3 separate regions of the Mus musculus genome follow, and all the other regions are linked to region 3. The links are chromatin contacts, called in public promoter capture Hi-C maps. All regions are on one chromosome and are shown on one strand. Each heading gives the region's core, a stretch centred on a gene start, on an enhancer-like site or on the middle of the called end of the contact. The rest is flanking DNA. Distances are from core to core; before and after follow the strand shown. Region 1 holds the start of Nr2c2 (nuclear receptor subfamily 2, group C, member 2). Region 2 holds the start of 4930512J16Rik (RIKEN cDNA 4930512J16 gene). Region 3 holds the start of Slc41a3 (solute carrier family 41, member 3).

Region 1 (2,700 bases), core at 60-2,559, 1.5 Mb after region 3:
CCAGAGGCATGCACATCCTCGGAGCTTTAAAACAGAAAGCTACCATCCATCCCAAGGAAGGTACCGGGAGCTCAGTGCACTCCCAGGACACCGCTCGCTTGCAACATCTCGGCGCGGCGCCAGGCAAGGGCCCGCTTCTCCAGCCTGCAAGCGGTGCCTACGGGATCGGCCGCACCTGCCCGGCCCAGGCCTGCGGGCCTCAGCTCCGGCGGCGGCCGCAGCGGCAGCGGCGGCGTTCCGGTGCGCGCGCGCGCTCAGCCAATCGCGTGCTCGCCCGCCCCCCGCCGCCGCGGTGAGGCTGGCGCCGGGAAGAGGAAGAGGAACATTCGCCCTCCTCCTCCCAGCGCGCGGGCGGCGGCGGCAGCGGCACCGGGGTCACGAACTCTGACCTTTCACTGACAAAAACAATAACAAAGCGCGGTCCCTCCGCGACCCCGGCGGTGCCAGGGCCCAGCCCGCCGCCCCGCTCCGCACCGGCCCGCCGCGGCGTCCCGGCCGCCCGAGCCCCCGGGCTCCTGCCCTCCGGCGCCTGCCCGGCCCGCGCCCTGCCCTCCTAGCCGGGGGCGCCGGCCGCAGACACGGGATCTGCTCCGCGGTTGTGGTGGCGCCCGACCCTGAGGTAAGAGCAAGCCCGCCGGGCCAAGCCGCGGCGCGGCGCGGCGCAGCGCGGCACGGCGGAGGAGGGCAGGCCTGCGCCGCCATGGAGGCCGCGGAGGCTGAACGCGGCCTTTTACCTTTGCCACGGGGCGGTGGCGGCGGCAGCAGCGGGCGCTTTGCATAGTGGGCCGGGCCGCACCCTTCCCTCCCCTCTCTTCCACTCCCCTCCCCTCCCGCGGCCGAGCCCGGCGAGCCGCTGTCCTGACCGGGCCGGCCGCGCGCCGCGGGGGCGGAGAGGGGGACTGTCCGCGGCCCCGCCTCACGCCTGGCCCTCCGCCAGCGCCGCCATCTTGTCCCCGCGGCGCCGGCCAGGCTCCCCTCGGCGCGCGCCCGGCCTGCCCGCTTCTTCCTGTGTTCCCCGCTCCTCACCCCAGCACTCCCCGCCTGCCGTTGGCTGCCACCCTGGCCCAACCGCCGTTTTTCCGGACTAGGAGGGTGGAAGGGGAGGGAGGGAGGCGTGGGCAGGGCACGACCTCCTGAGTGACGGCCGGGCTGGCCAATCGTTCCCCCTTATAGGAGGGCCACGGCCTGCGGCACCGCCCCCGGGGCTGTGCTGGTTGGTCCAGGTGGGAGAGGGAGGTCCCGGGGGCCGCTAGTGCGGGGTGTGAGGCCGGGCGGGCCAGCCTCTGAGGAACTTGGTGGGTCTCGGGCTGGGAAGCTGGTGATGCTTTTTGAACCCATGGCGCGGCCAGAAGGGAAGAGTTCGTCGGCACTTGGAGGCTCTCCGGGGTTCGCGCTTTCCTCACGACTCTGGACGGAGCCCCTCTGGCGGGCTCAATTTCAGTCCATGAAATTGGGACACCAGACGTTCTTGCCAAGCCTCGCCTCTCTCCTCAGCATTGTTTGAGGGACTGTTCTCTGAAAATGGAGTCCAAGCTACTCTGCCAGCCTCAAAAGTAATTTGCAAATGGTGGTGTTAGTTTTTTCGTCTTATTGTGGTGCTGGGGACGGCCCTGCCATTGAGTAACATCCCTAGTCCCAAAATGGTGATGTGGAAATATATAAGGAACCAACTGGAGTGGAAAACTTGTGAGGTGATTCTCTTTCCTACTTTCATTAAACACAGTTGTGCGTAGCTTTAGACACTAGGACACTACTTCCAGAGATTCAACTGACCTGGGCAAGGAGCCATTCTCCCCCCAGAATTTTGGATGCCGAGGGGATACAAAGGCTCAGAGAATGGTCAGAGAATGGAAGAAACTGGATGATGTGCTGAAGGAATCGTGAGGGCATTAATTTAATTGGATGGTGAGGAAGTCAGGCTTCACTGAATGTTTGAATAGATTTCAGGAAAAGAGCTGGGTTCTGGATAGCAAGCTTGAAGATGGGAAGGGAAGATTTTCCCACACTTTTTGTTGAGTAAATTGTTGCTGATACTATTGATAGCTAAGTGCTGCATATTTAATTGGTGCATTTTTACCCGAACTTGACAGTTGGGATAGCATGCCCAGCAATAAAATGTCCATTATACTAAGCAGGGAATTTGAATTGGACTTCAGTAGGCATTCTTTTAACATATTTATCTTTCCCAGAGATAAAATTGATTGATGCTATGAAGCTACTGAAAATCTCATTTATCAAAGTGGAAAACAAACTTTACAAAATATAATGTTAGCTTCCATTGGAAAGTCTGATGACTAAAATATTTGTGCATATAACATAGTAGGAAGGGCTGGCTAGCATGTAGGAAATCAAGTTTCATCCTTAGCACTGCATAAACTTATGTAGTGCTGCATATCTGTAATCCCAGTTACTGGGGCGGTGGAGGCAGATCAGAAGTTTCAGTGTCATTCTTGGCTACATAGAGTTTTAGGCCAGCCTGGGCTATAAGATCCGGTATCCAAAATAAAATATTTGAAATCAAACAATACCTTTTTAATAATATGAGCAGTCTCAGTTTTAATTCTTTCTTTGGATATCTCAAGAGACAGTGTAAGTTAAGCCAAGCAAACATTTCCAAAAAGAGATTGGAATAAGCTGTCCCAAAGTGACTTGCAGCCCAGTGAGTTCTACACTGTGGATTTTAAAGTTTTCCTGAATATT
Region 2 (2,700 bases), core at 33-2,532, 1.3 Mb before region 3:
TGGTATTTTATTAAGTTAGCTGCACAAAAATCAACCTATAGTTAAGCTTTAGTATGTATTTGGGGGGGGGGGGCACTTCCAGACCTAGCTTGGTTGGATATTAAAATACTAGGAGTACTATGGAGATTTTCCTGAGAGCCCCGAGTGTTTTCAGCAGCCTCCCTACCAGGCAGAAGCAGATATGGCCTCTCTAGCTCTCTCACCTGTGAGGAGGCTTCATTCTGGGAGTTTCTCACTCCCCAGCCTGAGTCCTCTGAGCCCACTGCCACAGGAATAGAAGGGACGAGGAAGTTCTGCTAAGCCCCGGCAGCATGCATTCCTCTGGACTTGATGGCAGGAGAAGGCCACCTGTGCCACAAGGGTGAGAGCAGATGCTTCTCTGTAAGAAAATCACCTTCTGTAACAACAAAGGAAGGAAAATTAGTCCTGTGCAGAGAAAGAAAGAATTCAGTCCCCATGCAGGCCGTTCTCGTTCCTCTCCTGGTGTGGCATCTCCATTGTCATTGATATCTTCATGGCAGCTCTTCTTCAGGCCTGTCAAATGGAACTCTTTTTGCTAGTAGAACATCTAGTTCTTCTGAAATCCAGTCCCTTGCTCAGGAGCTGCTCTTAGAGAAAACAATTAGTGAACAATGAACGGCTTGTGCCAGCCCCAACTGGATCATACCAGAACAGAACAGCTCAGATTAGATGAAAAACACCAGAATACAGCATATAAGCCCCCTTTAGACCAATCCAGACAAGGCTAGAACTCACCAGAATTAACCAGCCAAGACCAGCTCATATCAGACCAGACCCAGCTAGACCCTACCAGCACAGACCAGACCAAAGAAGAATAAACCAAGCCAAAACAGACTAAACAGAACAGAACAGGTTAGATTTGACTAATCCAGACCAGGCTAGAACATACCAGCACAAGCCAGACCAGACTAACTTAACCAATCCAGACCAAACCAACTACACCAGAATAGTTTAGACTAGATTAGATCAGGGTAGATCACACTACTGTAGGCCAGACTAGACTAGCTTAGACAATACAAGAATAGACCAAACTGGGCCAGGTTAGACCAAACCAGACGATACTAGAGTAGACTAGCCCAGTAAAACTTAGACCAGCCCAGAAGTTAGACCAGAATAGACAAGCCCAGGCCAGCTTAAATGAATATAGGCTAGACCTAGACCAAATTAGACCAGCCCAAACCAAATAAAACTATATCAAGCCAGACCAGATCCCAGCAGTCCAGTCCAGATTAGCTTTGACCAGAACATTCTACTCAGTTCTTGGTCATGTGATGTGGGCTGGGTCCCAAGGGCTGGCTGTATCCTACACACAGCTCACTCCAAAGGTCAGAACAGGTGACTGGAGGTCACAAGTGGATACAATCTGCAAGTTTGTCTGGGCCACCACTGTTGAGCCATTGTTCCTATTTAGACATTAGTCCCCAACAGTGCTCCCCGATACACACACCAGTCTAACCTCTCAGAAAGGAGGGAGGCCTGGAAATGTGACCCCTGGCCCACCCCCTTACACACAGGCCCACCTGGGTGGCAGCATCCACAGATTGCTTCCTTTGAGCCGGGTCCCTGCTGTTCCCGATGTCTGAGAAGTGCTGGTTTCACTGAGATCCCAGCCCCCGCCACGTGCAAGCGAGGCAGGCTTCCTGCTGAAATCAAAAGAGGAAGAGGGACCTGGCGGCTGGCTTTTACCTGCTCATCATTTCAACCCCCCTCTGGGAAGCGTCCCCTTTCCCACTGCAAAGTGAGCACCAATCCAGGTGGAACATAATGAGGGGCGAGAGAGAGAGAGAGAGAGAGAGAGAGAGAGAGAGAGAGAGAGAGAGAGTGTGTGTGTGTGTGTGTGTGTGTAGAGAGAACTGAGACAGGATCAAAGATACCAACCAAGGCTGAGGCCAGGGTGGTGAGGCCTCCCCGCCCACTGCCCTGAGTGCTCCATCTCCTGGGGACATAGTGGCCTCCTCAAACGCATGGGCTGGGTCAAGTTGTGCAGGAGGGCAGGGTCCTCATGTTGGGGACTTCCACAGCGCAACTTTTCTCCTTCAGCTTTGCCTTCATAGTTGGAGAGCAATGGCATGTTTCTCTCATATCCTGCAACCTCCATGATGACAAGAATCTCAGTCTAGGGGCTAGAGAGATGGTTCTGCAGTTAAGAACACTGACTGCTCTTGTAGAAGACCCTGGTTTGGTTCCTGGCACTTACATGGCAGCCTACAGCTGACTGTAACTCCAGTGCCAGGGGATCCAACACCAATACCCTCTTCTGGCCTCCAAGGGCACATGATGCACATACACACAGGCAGATAAATACACACACACACACACACACACACACACACCCTTTCAGCAGGCTGGAGGACATAGTGCCTTTTATCCATCAGCAGACAGATGGGAGGCAAGCTGACACTCACCCTCAGTGGTGTTGCCCAAGGCCCCCAGACTGAGTTTACTCTGAGATGACCTCATTCTGTCTTCTCAGTTTGAGATTTAGTTGCCAGGGCAACAGTGTAAGGGGTGGAGCTTAATGGGCGGTGCTAAGGACAGAGGGTTTCTAGCCTCAGGAAGACAGGATTTTTAACACAGCTGGTTTTGGTGTGCTGTCTTGTCCAAAGCTGGATGAGGCAGAAATAGCTCCCAACCTTGAACTTCCCAGCCTTGAAACCAGGAGAAATGCATTTCTTTTTC
Region 3 (2,724 bases), core at 147-2,646:
CGGCTATCTCTGAGTTTCCCAGAACTCACGTGTTGCCATGTTGGTAGTGAACCTCCTGTTGTCTTTTCTGCCTCTCCTTTTCACTGTCACAGGGCTTTCTGGGTCAGCCTTTAATCAAAGGGTTTGTGATGGAGGGATCAGGGGCTGAGGTCCAGGGTTCTCTTCAAGACTGTGACACCAGTTATTGCTTTTCCCTGTTCTAGTCAGACCTAAGATTCTGCTACCCCCCACCTGCCCACAGTGCCTCAGTCTGGGAATCAAACTCGTTAAACCTTTATGAAACCTTCAAAAGTATGGGCTAAAATAAACCCTTTTCTTTGTATAAGTTGATTTTGTTACAATAAATGAAAGCATATCAACATGGAGTTCAAGGTTCATGGATGGCTATTCCTGGTGACGCCTCCCTCCTACTGTCTTTCTATGTCTCACCTGCATGCACACAGGGAGAATGAGCTGGCAGGGTCTCTTCCTGAGAGGACTCCAGTCGCATTGTGACTGCACCCTGTGACTTCACTTGTTCATTGCTACCTCTTACATAAGCTGGATTGACAAATGCAATCACTTTGGGAGCTTGGAATTCAGCACTATATTTTGACAATGTAAGCCATCCAGTCTGTAAATTCTCCTAACATGTGGAACACTGTCATCTGTTTTTGTTTTGTTTTTCATTTGCTGGGGACAGAATCCAGGAACTGGGCTTGCATCTCCCCGGGCCTTGCCCTGTCATACTTTTTTTGTGTTGTATTCTTCAAAACTACTGTCTTACAGGTCTTGCACATCCGGTTTCTGCAGGTGCAGTTGGCAGCTTAGAATCCAGCCAGGGCTCAGGATTCTTGAATCAGCCAAGAGCCATAAGTGGGGGCACGGGATAGATTGTAGGAGCTGGTGTCCACTGAGGCTCACCACTGCTGGCTGAGTCTTCCAAGGCTGTATCTTGATAAGAGTGAGAGGATCACACATGTTGAAGGACAGAAGAACTTTCATGACACATACACAAGTGTTCAAAGGTGAAATATTCAGAAATGTCAGATTGAAAACTGAACAGGCAAATGTGTATCCTAAGGGAAGCTGGCCCTTGCAGTGTGCTACTGGAGGCTACTCCGTCGCCCAGCCCCGCCCCCGCCCGTGGCCCCGCCCGTGACCCCGCCCTACTCATGGTCCTGTTCCGGGGTCTAGCTTCTTCTTTCTTGGCCCCACCCCAAGCGGCACCGCCTCTGAGGCGTGTCATTGGGTCCTTCGGCACCCAGGGAGCATCCCTGCACACCCCACTGCTCGATCAGAGAGCTGTCCTGACTAAAAGGCTTTAAAAATTGGGTTTTTCAAGCGCCACCTCTGTGGATTGGCCCCGCCCACAACACTCGCCCAGCAACCCTCCCCTCCTGTGGCCCCGCCCCTCTGTCTGGACGCCTAGGCAGGGCGGGGCTGGCCCGCCTGCTGCCCTTCTCGCTTCCTCCCGCCGCAGGCCTCCACAGTGTCCAGCGCGCGCCTGGCCGCCTCGCTTTCGCCGCCGGCCGGGAGAGGACCGGTAAGCGCGGGCAGGAGCTGGACTGGGAGCCGGGGAAGCCAAGGGAAAGCGGAGCGTCAATGGCCCTCGGGATGGGGCGTGGGGCACAGGATCTGTCTTAGGCACACTGGGCGGGTCAGTTTGTGGCATCCTCGCTCCAAAGGTCTGCAGGGACCCGCCCCGCTGATCTCTCTCCCTCTGCCTGTGATGAACCCCAGAGCGCCTGACTCTAGGGGTTATGGTTAACTCCTTCAGCACCCCGAGATCATCCTTGACCACCCTAAGGCAGGCTCAGCGAGCTGTCCCTGCGCTCCAGGTTGTCAAGCTAGAGGTTGTTCAGACTTGAGAAGATCCCTCAGTCTACCAGATCCTTTCTATAAATCTTTTAAAACTCAGGTTTTCAAACTGCTTCTTCGCCACGGAGACCACTTAGAGACGCAGCCATTCCAACCTGACCCAGATATCTAGATGAGCTTGCTCTGCTTCCTGACGCTGGCTGGCCTCATGCTGGTACTATGGTAGCTTAAGAACCACGACTGTAAAGTAGTACAGAAGAGCCTGGAGTCAGGCCAAGTGCCCTGTAAGGAAAATATACTATAGAAGGGTATAGTGATCTCCCCTTATTGCAGGGAGTTACAAACATGTTCCCAAAGAGTGTCTGAATCCTGGAATGATATCCAGACATATAGATTGTTTTCCTAATATACATACCTATGGTAGAGCTTAACTTGTGAACTAGACACAGTAAAAGATGAACACCCCTAAGGTAGGGCAGGTGTAATCATATACTGTGATACAATTGTCACCATCACTATACTTGTGCCATTATTAAGTAGACTAAGCGTTGCTTGGCCAACAGCTCAGCCACCCTAACAACTGTTGAGAGGGTGACTAGCTGATGGGCAGCATCTGCAGCATAGATCCCTATGCCGAGGAGTGCTGCATGTTCTAGGAGGGACAGTGTAGTGTTAACTGAATCGGTCCACCATGCTGCTCAGAACTGAGCACAAAACCTACAAATTCTTTATTTCTAGAAATGTTCTCTTAATATTTTTGGTAGTAAGCAAAACCTCTGAAGGTACCCTAGGATAAAGGGTCTTACAGCGCTCCGTTCATACTCTGAGGTGGATGGTATTTTGCTCTCCCAAGGTCACACATCTGCGAAGAGGAGAAACTGGGATTCGAACCCTGAGTTTGGGTTCCCGTACATTCCCACCGGA

Evidence for each region. Promoter capture Hi-C pulls out the DNA fragments that hold promoters and counts their contacts.
Region 1: a contact with region 3 is called in a promoter capture Hi-C map of pre-B cells, with 4 times the contacts expected there. The contact joins the promoter of Nr2c2 here to the promoter of Slc41a3 in region 3. A contact is called at or near these places in 1 of 39 promoter capture datasets (pre-B cells) and 1 of 9 other capture datasets (liver).
Region 2: a promoter capture Hi-C map of pre-B cells shows a contact between it and region 3, with 5 times the contacts expected there. The contact joins the promoter of 4930512J16Rik here to the promoter of Slc41a3 in region 3. A contact is called at or near these places in 3 of 39 promoter capture datasets (cranial neural crest, hippocampal neurons and pre-B cells).

Annotation. Positions count from the first base shown.
Region 1 is chr6:92,091,124-92,093,823 of GRCm38.p6, forward strand. It overlaps Nr2c2 (nuclear receptor subfamily 2, group C, member 2), which reads left to right and starts at 1,310. Exons shown (of 15, transcript NM_001347342.1): 1 at 1,310-1,691.
Region 2 is chr6:89,284,443-89,287,142 of GRCm38.p6, forward strand. It overlaps 4930512J16Rik (RIKEN cDNA 4930512J16 gene), which reads right to left and starts at 1,283. Exons shown (of 4, transcript NR_131021.1): 1 at 204-1,283.
Region 3 is chr6:90,603,484-90,606,207 of GRCm38.p6, forward strand. It overlaps Slc41a3 (solute carrier family 41, member 3), which reads left to right and starts at 1,397. Exons shown (of 11, transcript NM_027868.2): 1 at 1,397-1,525.